Linked DNA regions of Mus musculus: region 2 is linked to region 1. Evidence: chromatin contacts called from public Hi-C data. All regions are on one chromosome and are shown on one strand. Each heading gives the region's core, a stretch centred on a gene start, on an enhancer-like site or on the middle of the called end of the contact. The rest is flanking DNA. Distances are from core to core; before and after follow the strand shown. Region 1 has its middle 22 kb from the start of Gm29243. Region 2 has its middle 15 kb from the start of Gm33831.

Region 1 (4,998 bases), core at 1,641-4,140:
GACAGCTAGATTTTTGTCCGAGAATAATTACATATGTATTCATACATCTATGTAACAAATAGTTGCATTCAACAGTGTTTATTATTCATATGAACTACATATAAAAGTGTCTATTGACATATACACATGTATGTAGATGTCTATTGGATGTGTGCTCTTTAAGAGACCTGGTATTAGGGCTATTTAACATTTATCCTATCCGCTCCTACCAGTGCCCCAGTGACACTAACACTAACATCCCTTTTCTTTTTAGCCTTGCATTGCCTAAATCCTCTTCCCAGCTGCTATTAACACGAGTTAATAGCACCATTAGGCCAGTGTTAGGAGGAGACAAAGGGCACAGTATTCTTTCCTGTACACTTACATCATTGACCCATCAGGGCTGTGTGAGAATCACCTTCCTACAAGTCATGGTGAGGTAGTCTGCCTCCAGTGACAGAAAAACAAAATATCGGTAGTCGGGCCAGGGAGGACTTTCAAGAGAGCCTGGTGTATGTGCAAGACTTGGTGAAGGATCACTGAGATGGCTCAGCTGGCAAAAAAAAAAAAAAAAAAAAAAAAAAAGCTTTTGGTACAAAATCTTGAGGACCTGAGTTTGATACCTGGAAGCCACAGTAGGAGAGAGCTGACTCCTGAATGTGTCCTCTGACCTTTGCATTTATGTGTATGCCCCAGTCTCACCCCTTCCATTCTGTTAGCTACTTTCTTAATGAGCCCAGAAGGTCTTCCTAGAAGAGCAGCAGGTGGCAGAGTAAATTCAATTGCAGATGCTTATTAAATGAATGAACGAGAAGGATGGATTTCCATGAAAGGAGATGGGAGTGGAATGTGGCTCACGGAGCAGAACGTGGCTCACCAGCTCGTCTTCTCCTTGACCCTTCCTGGCTGCGGCATGATGATTGGTTACAGTAATTACTTAGAGCAGTGATCCCTGATCCACTTAGAGACTCTGCTGAATAATGGACTGAAAGAAATACAAAGAGTTCATCTTCAATTTCAGACCCCATGTAAGCTGACAAAAAGATTCCATGTCTTCAGGTTTGCACCAAGTAGACCTGCCCCACCCCTGGGGCAATTTCTAGACTGACTTTCCCTTTCAACCAATTGCCAATGGTGGGCAGCCTTACCTCCCAGCAATTTCCCAGTTCTCTGGATTTTTCATTGAGTCTCAGCACAGTTGGAGTTGGTCCTCATCCCTGTGTAGAAGTTCAGTAGAACTGAAAGCTCTGGAGTAAGTGCCTCTTTTTAATGGACATTTTTGTTGTTGTTGTTTAAATTTAGATTTGGGGAATCTGCCTCCCTAAATTGACAACTGTTAGACCCTGTTCTGGTGCCTTGACTGTCTGGAGTGAAGGACTATCAGCCATGCAGCCAACTGGGCTCCCTTCATGCCTGTTACTAGCTGCCCGGCACACTTCACAGACACCCTGAGGAAGCTGTGCAGAATTGCAGCTTGTCTTTTTGGTACAATGAGATCCATTCTACCCACATGCAGAATGTGGGCCTCTTTACCCCAATTATGCCAGCCTGGCAGGGCAGGGGTTGGGGGCATGAGACTTGAGTTATTGGGATAAAGGAATGGAATCTTGAGTTTAAAAGCACTATTTAGTGTTGCAGGGAACATTTCTATTATGTAGACCTTCAAGTGGTGATGGCCTACAGGGTCTGGCCTTCTGTTATCTATATTGGAAGGATTGTCAGCAATAGGAATTGTAAAATTGAATCAAATAATCCATGTTTACTTGTCTGTAAACAAGTATCCATCTGTACTTGTATCTTGGTTACATAGGTAATATCTGAAAAAAATTTTTTTTTCAGTTTTAAGCCTGTTTTAATCAGGAAGAGACAGGCTTGTCTTTTGTAAGGAAGACCTCATCCCAGCTTGTGCAGAACCAGGGGAAACTGTGCATCTCAAATAAAATCTAGGGGGAGGTGGACAGTGTTAGGATTACATGCAGTAGCACAGGTTGAGTTGGCTGTTGTTTTGGTTATTATTAAAAAATTGACAGCACCCTGTATACGGCAATGGCTCTGATCATTTTACGTGTGTTAGCCTAGTGACTCTGGGAGGCATGGGCCTCATTTGCTCTTCTGTCACCGTGATAAATACCATGGCCCAAAGCAACTTAGGGCAGGCAAGTATTCTCTTGGCTTACAGGATTTAGCCACCCTTGGGGAATGCTAAGGCGGAACACAGAGGCAGGAGCGGAAGCAGAGACCATGGAGGAACACTGTTTACCAGACTGCTCAGCTACTTTTCCTGAGTGTCCCAAGTTTCCCTGCTTAGGGATGCCACTGCCCATGATGGGATGGACTGGGCCTTTCAACATCAACCAAGAAAATATCTCAGAGCCGGGCAGTGGTGGCTCACACCTTTAATTCCAGCACTTGGGAGGCAGAGGCAGGGCTAGCCTGGTCTACATAGTGAGTTCCAGGGCAGCCAGGGCTATACAGAGAAACCCTTTCTTGAAACCCACCCCTCCCCCGAAAAAAATAAAAAAATAAAAAACAACAGAGATGTGATCACAGGTCAATCTGATGGTGACAATTCCCAGGTGGCTCTCCTTTGTGCCAAGCTGACAAAAAGCCACCAGCCCAGACACAGAGTACCCTTTTCCAGCCTTTAAGAACATTATGCAAGCATACAGAACTCATAAGTGACAAGGCTGGGATTTGAACCTTGAGATCTGCACATTTATGCTATTCTGTTCTGATGACTCAGGAAGATTGCCTGCATCTAAAATAGATCTGCTGTATGAATCAGAGAACCATTTTAGAAAATATCTGCTCCAAATGTGAAAAAAAAATTATAAGGGGATATTTCCTCTGTAGAAGAAGAGGGAGCTTTTATGGGAAAAATATGTGAAAAGCCCAGGAAAAGACTCCATAAAGCTAAATATAACAGCTAACAGATACTAGGGTGGAGGCAGCAAATGATGCATTCGAAGCCATGGAGGAAGAGAATTCGTGTAGAAACAACAGTTGTGAAAACGGCTGAACTGCACGGCGTCCAGGAATAGGCTATCAGAAGCGGTGTGCTGGCTGCTGTGTGACATGTTTTGGAGATCCCAGTTCTTGGAATAATAATTAATCTGCAGGGGAAAAAATAATCCAACCAGAAATGCAAAAGCATAATCCAAGAAATAAGGGAGAAAAATGTTTATTCTTCTACACATGTTTTTAGCCTAAAAAGTAGATGGATATAGCATCAAACTAACCCCTAAATACCCGTTTATAGCCACAGACCAAGGCTACCCTCAGCCTTAAACAGAAAAGCCTTTCCTTTCAGTGACTGGAGTGAAGCACAAGAACCCATGGGTGTCCTAGAGGGTCCCTAGAGGACAAAGGGCTGGGCTCTAGACAAGAGTTCCTCCCACCCTCAGGGGACACTGCTGAAAGGGGGAAAGAAGCCATTAAGAGCTGAAAGATGGGGGAGGGCTGTGAGATACCATCGTCTAAGCAACACAAGCAAGAACCAACGGTGACCACAGACTCACAGTAGCTGTGGCACTGGGTCCACGAAAGTCAGGTCCTAACAGTCAGCTGTGGAGGGAAAGGATTTGTAGGCTCTTACCATTTATTGGCAACCAACAGATTCCGAGAGAGAAGAAGGCATGGTAGCCAATTGAATAGCCATTGGTACACGTGTGTGTGTGTGTGTGTGTGTGTGTGTGTGTGTGTAGAAACTGATCAGTATGCATAGTGCACATGTATGAAGTTGTGAAGGAACACAATTTACTAACGAAAATGGTGAAATCCGGGGCTGTCCTGCTTTCTGCCAGAGACTTGACTCATTCTGTGGCCCAGCATCCCCACAGCATATAAATTCATCCTATTAGTCACGTACAGCCCTCTTGGTTATCAGGTTGACTTACCGTCATGGTAACGTATGCTTGTGTTGAAGTAACGCTTATTCATTTACTTAGCAATGGCCCCATAAGAGTTGTGATGCTGGTAATTTTACTGTAGTATATAATTATAATCACCCCATTTTTTTTTTGTTATATTGTACTGTCTCTTACTGTGCCTGATGCATACTTTAATTTCATCCCTGGCAGGTATGTATAGGAGGAAGCAGTATACACAGAGTCTGATACTATCTGCAGTTTCAACCATCCACGGGGGGGGGGGAAGGTCATGGAATGAATACCCCATGGAGAAGGGGGCAGGTAGGTGTAGTTCTTAGTTAAAATAGAAAAACAATGGCAAAATAATTAACAAGAAGGCATACAACAGAAATGGAAGGTGTATTTATAGTATAAAAGTAGCTAATTGGCTCACTATGGTTTTTTTTTTTCTGTGTTAACTCATTCATTAGATAGGAGTTTTGGAAGAGACAGAAATATATTTGAAGTCTAGATCTCTCTAGATGTGGCTGGATTTAAGGATGTCACAGGTCTCTCTGTGTATCTCTGTCTGTTTCTATCTGTTCCTCCCTCCCTCTTTCCCTTCTTCTCTCCCTCCCTCCTCCTCCTCTTCCTTTTCCTCCTCCTCCTTCTCCCCCATCTCTCTCTGCTGTTTCCTGCTTTGACTTCACTTTCAGGCAGCCTTTACTTTATGGCTCCAAGGCTGGTTCCTAGGCTCTAGCCTACACACTTGTAGCTAGCATGTCAAGTGTCAATGAAGGTGATGCCTTCTTCCCTGTGACTCTGCCCAAAGTCACAGGGGTGAATTCATTATCTTGGCTGGGGCTGTAGGCTTCTATTTAGAGAGGTGTGGGTCCACTTAAAACAAGAGTAGATGCCTCCAAATGAAGAAAGGAGCCAGTGTTTGCTCCACTAACACCACCAACATTTGTAGATGTACTATTAACATAAGCTGGGCACCCTGTTGTTATATACATCGTCTGTTTTAACCTCACAACACACTTCAGGTCTTTGTCATACCCGGGAGGAAATGAAGATGAAACAAGTGATCCCTGGTCTCACAAACAGGGAATTACTCAAGTCAAGACCGTGTCTTACTCCAGAGTCTGAGATCACTCACCACTCTTCCGTT
Region 2 (4,993 bases), core at 1,735-4,234, 130 kb after region 1:
GGAGAAGCAAATGAAAACTACTTTGAGACTCCATCTCTCTCCATTCAGGGAAGCCCTTGAGGGTCCCCAAATAGTACAGGCTGTTTTCCGCCATATAGAGATGGTAAGACCTTATTGCTGAAGACCTCACATATTTTGGTTGATTTTTGACATGACTGGGAGACTTCATTCCTGGCTCCTAGTTTTCATAGTTCTCTGCAGGCTGCTGGGAAAGGAAACACATCAGCGAACTTACCCAGCACCGTTCTTACCGATGCCAAGACTGCACAGAGTGCAGTCGTGGCATCCCAGTCTGGGTGGTAACCAACCAGTTCTGATTGGACTTGAAACCTGAGTCACAGGACACAATTCATGCCTGGTAGTGGAAACTTGGTCAAAAGACCGTGAGTCATAAACCCTGGTGGGGGGACTTATATTGTTCTGTTAAATGATATTGTTATAAAACTGCTGTCTTAAGTATTTACATTTATACCCAGAGAATTGTGTTGCTCTCAGAGAATCTTTCTTTTGTGGTATAGAGTGCTCAGTGTGGATAATCATAACTGGGGCTGATTCAGCATTAAAGTGCTGAAAATAAGTGTCCCTAAGTAGGACATCTTTATCACCCCCCACCCCCACCCCAGTCCACCAAGGTTCATGGGGCATGCAGAAGAAGGGGCACACAAAAATATAAGGCCTGGAAGACAGGGAGGGATACAGTGACATATCTTCTGCACCCAAGTACTCACAGAAGCTTTGATTACTCATTCAAGACCTGTCTTCACAAGATGAGACCTGCAGAAATTCCAAACCAGAGAGGGGAGACTCACTGGGCCCCAGTCCTAGCTGAAGAGATATTGGTAGTTAATGGCTTCTTCTGGGGGAGAGAGTGAATTCCTTTGAGTGGCTACTGGTAGGTTGCTCATGATACAGTAGATGGCTCCACACCTGTTACATATGAGCATCACTAATTGGACTCAATGGCTTATGGAAGGGGAAGAGGAGAGGAGGAGGAGGAGGAGGAGAGGAGGAGGAGGAGGAGAGAGTCATGAAGTCAGGAGGAAGATGTGTTGGGGCTAAGAGGAGTTTGAATGGGGAAGTCAGGGATAAATATGATCAATATATATTATGTACATATATGAAATTCTCAAAAATAAGTATATATATGTATACACACACACATACACACACACACTAGTTTAGGGTGTCAACTTGACACAAGCGTAGTTATCACAGAGAAAGGAGCCTCCCTTGAGGAAATGCCTCCATGAGAGCCAGCTGTGGGACATTTTCTCAATTAGTGATCAAGAGTGGGAAGGCCCATTGTGGGTGGTGCCATCCCTAGGCTGGGAGTCTTCGGTTCTATAAGAAAGCAGGTTGAGCAAGCCAGGGGAAGCAAACAAGAAGATTATTCTATGGCCTCTGCACCTGCTCCTGCCTCCAAGTTCCTGACCTGCTTGAGTTCCTGTCCTGACTTCCTTTGGTGATGAACAGCAATGTTTAAGCATAAGCTGAATAAACCCTTTCCTCCCTGACTTGCTTCTTGGTCATGATGTTTTGTTCAGGAATAGAAACCCTGACTAAGACAACATATAGACCATTCCCTCACATAAAACAAATACAGTGAGTTAGCTGTTAATCTCATCCACCTAATTTAATTAATGAATTCTCACAACAGCTTCCAGAATAATGTTTGAGCAACTATCTGGACACCCTGTGGCCCAGGCCAAGCTGACAAATAAAGTGACTCACCATGTCCCCCAATTCCCATAGACATGTGTGAGTTGGAAGTTGAGTGGTGAGTCTGCTCTAGGGGCTTACCCCTCCTCTTCAGCCACACTCTTGCTTCCTGGTTATCAACAAGGAGGTAGGGAATCTTTCTTCTCCTCAGACACTTCAGCAGGTTAGTCAGAGCATCTGCATGGATTCATAGATGTTGGGAGGAAAGGCAAATTTGACAAGTTAGGGAATGATACACCACCACCCCCCCCATGTAGGCCTCCTCTGCCTCCTCCTGTCTGCCCCTTTCCTTCTGGCATCTCCCTAAAAGGGTCTGAGCAGGTCTCGGGGCCAGTGGTGAGGTGGGCTCTTGAAAGCCTGTCAGCTCCTTCAGAAGCTTTGGCTGAGGAAGTCTTCCTGCTTCCCTGGGGGAGGGGATCAGATCGGTGAGCAGCAGGGCCGTTTTTCTCTCTACCTAGATTCTCTAACCAGCAGGGAGAAGCCATCAACACCTCAGAGCAGGCAGGCAGCTGGGCCAGCAAGCAGCTTATTATCTGCAACAAGATCACCCCATTCAAAACCCATTTTTTTAGTCTCTTAGCAAGTCTTTGTGTTTTCCTTGTCAATCACATATGTAGAGCCTTATCAATAGTATTCAAGGAAGATTAAACATTTTAATTGCTCTTTGCTCTCCCTGGTACAAGCCAGCCTGTATCACATGGTTTCCGCAATTATCTCGCTGAGCTATAAGCTCAGCCCTCCTTGTTTCTTTGCTTTCTCCCTCCCTTCCCCAGTTTCCATTTTTCCTCCTCTCCTTGGTCCCTCGCCGCTCCTTATTTATCCAGGAGGTATTCATTAAAGCTCTGCGTGGATAACAGCAGGTAGAAAGATGGGCGAGAACCCATTACTCCTGAGATGGTCACAGCGTAGCGGAGGGAATAGAAATAGAAGCACACTTCATAATGCCTTTGTGATTAAAACCTGTGACTCAGACTGAATGATGCTGGGGAAATTGAGTCAGGAAGCCCGAGAAAGGTATGCTGTGCAGCTTAATGAGAGCCGGGCTGGAGATAGGCAGGGCTGGGGGTGGGAGAGCATCTGGGGAGACCAGCAACGGGATAATGGGAGAAACAGAAAACTTAAGTTAGCCCAAGACAGTGTGGCTGTGGTGTTCTGCCACCACATCCCAAGCCTGCTTTGTCAAACAAGGATTTTTAGCGTCTTTTCTACATCCTTGGAGCACCCCCTCCCTCGCCACCTGACTCCCACACTTTCTACTGCTTTGCCAACATGTGGGCTGATGTCAGCTCTCAGAAACACTTTTTGGATGCTTGGTAGTCTTTATGTGCCCGGCTGATCTTGCTCTTGATCAGCGCTTCATCTTCAGCACAAGGCTTGGGGCTGTGCGTTCCTCTCTGATGGATTTAAGTGACCCCCAAAAAGCTACAACGGGAGCCAGCTCCTTGTCTGAGGCCTGGGTAAAACATCCAGGGGTGATTCACCATTACTCAGTGGCTTGCTAGTTCATACATTCCAAGCAACTCCATTTTGAACAAACCAAATTGGGCAGTGCAGGCAGGCAGGCACGCACGCATGGACGCACGCACGCACGCACGCACGCACGTGACCACTCAGGTGGGCTAGGAAGCTGAGGCATGTGCTGATTCATTTCCCAGTAGCTTGGAGGGAAGGCTCAGGCTTTTGTATTCCTATGTAAAATAGCATGCTCACGTCCTTTGGGAGGAGTAGGAGTGTGAAACTGTGGCCACAGTGACAATAACATGGGAGGAGGATGAAAATAGCAGATGGAAGTTGCGATTTTGGCCGACAGAAATAGGAAGCTGGTGCTAGGTCATCCGCCTAGCCCCCGGCACCGGCCTATTAGCTGTCATTAGCCCTTATCCAGGAAACAATTTGCATCCGTTGAAATCCTTGTAACATTGGATTTCTGCCCACAGACTCATCATCCTGCCTTTTTCTGGTGGATTAAAGAGAAAGTGGCCTGTAAATTACATTTCTTTGTGGGCAGAAAGTGCTATTCTGTGGCCCAGGAGACAATGGGTTGGGGCAGCCTTTGGAGCAGCAGCATGGCTGGGGTGGGGTGGGAGTGGGAGGGAAGGGGGCCTTGCTTTGTAATAGAGCAGAGGATACATAAAAGAGCATCCCGTCCCACCTCCTGCTGAGCCGACTTCTGGGTCCTCCAGAACGGGAAGTTCCTTGTGGAACCCAGCCTCGATAGAAATCGTTCCCCGGGACTATGTGACCATTGAGGTTAGGATTTCTTGTGCAGGTTTCCTGTGGTTGGCCCTACTCTAAGCTCCGAAAGCTTCCCCTCTTAGGTGTACTGGGGACCCCGCTTCAGGTGGGGGATACATCCCTGGCCTAGCAGCTTAGCCCTTTGAAGCAGGTCACAACACTGAATGGCCCTCTCCCCAAATTTCCCTTTTGACACCTGTTCTCCATCTCCTGGGGGTTAGTATGAGTCCTCTTCTGCTCAGATAATGATCATCCCATTTTCAAGACAGTGCGGCCTGTTGTGAGGAGCAGTGGACTCCGTGGACAGGACCCTGAGATGGAGCCCTTATATTTTCAAAGCGTTAGGGTTTTTGTTCACACTGGCGCCGAATCATGGCCCCCACACCCTCTCTTTACTTTATAGTTGATAGAATTTTTTTCTAAATTGCCTAGGATGGTCTAGTATTTACTCTGTAGCCTAGGCTGACCTTGAATTTTTAATACTTCAGTCTCAGCTTCTTGAGTAGGCGAGATCAGAACTGTATGCCACCAGGCCAAGCGACCCTGCCCTCTCACGGAATGTACTTGTAGTCCATTCACCTAACATCTCTGAGCTCCAGACTCTCCTCCCCCTCCCCTCCCCTCCCCTCCCCTCCTCTTCCTATCAGTTCCCCACTTACAGAGTTATTATTGGTCTATAAAATTACTATGCTGTGAAGAATATTAAAATCGTTTATGAATGGATTGTGAGAGACGTTTAAATAGTTCAGCTTGACCTTCACACCAGGTTGGGGACTCCTCAGCTCTGTTTAGCATAGAAGCTCTTTGCCTGGATGTCACAGTTTGAGATGGGAGTCATTATGAGAACTCCTGGCCACTACCTTATTTCCAATCATGGTTTAAGGGACACTTTCAAATAAGACCTTTAATTGATATTCCCTTCCATCATCTCCATCCTTGATCAATACCTATAACATGCCTCTGCCCTTGACACATGTTTTTAGTAACTGGTTGAATTACTGGGTTTGTATTACTCAACAGTTTGGGATGTTTGTCTTTC

The links. Hi-C and Micro-C count contacts between places; a contact is called where the count stands out from the background.
Region 2: a Hi-C map of cortical neurons shows a contact between it and region 1, with 2.3 times the contacts expected there. The contact joins two enhancer-like sites. A contact is called at or near these places in 6 of 484 Hi-C or Micro-C datasets (bone marrow-derived macrophages, cortical neurons, embryonic fibroblasts and 3 more) and 1 of 115 datasets of contacts at active chromatin or transcription factors (differentiating embryonic stem cells).

Annotation. Positions count from the first base shown.
Region 1 is chr8:34,236,746-34,241,743 of GRCm38.p6, forward strand. No RefSeq gene overlaps it. Among named protein-coding and RNA genes, the nearest start is that of Gm29243, 22 kb to the left of the region's middle. Within about 2 kb of position 2,891, at least 6 of the 459 cell types and tissues checked have an H3K27ac peak or open chromatin away from gene starts, as enhancers often do. A contact at or near this core is called in cortical neurons, where this site is marked.
Region 2 is chr8:34,369,212-34,374,204 of GRCm38.p6, forward strand. No RefSeq gene overlaps it. Among named protein-coding and RNA genes, the nearest start is that of Gm33831, 15 kb to the right of the region's middle. Within about 2 kb of position 2,985, at least 25 of the 459 cell types and tissues checked have an H3K27ac peak or open chromatin away from gene starts, as enhancers often do. A contact at or near this core is called in cortical neurons, where this site is marked.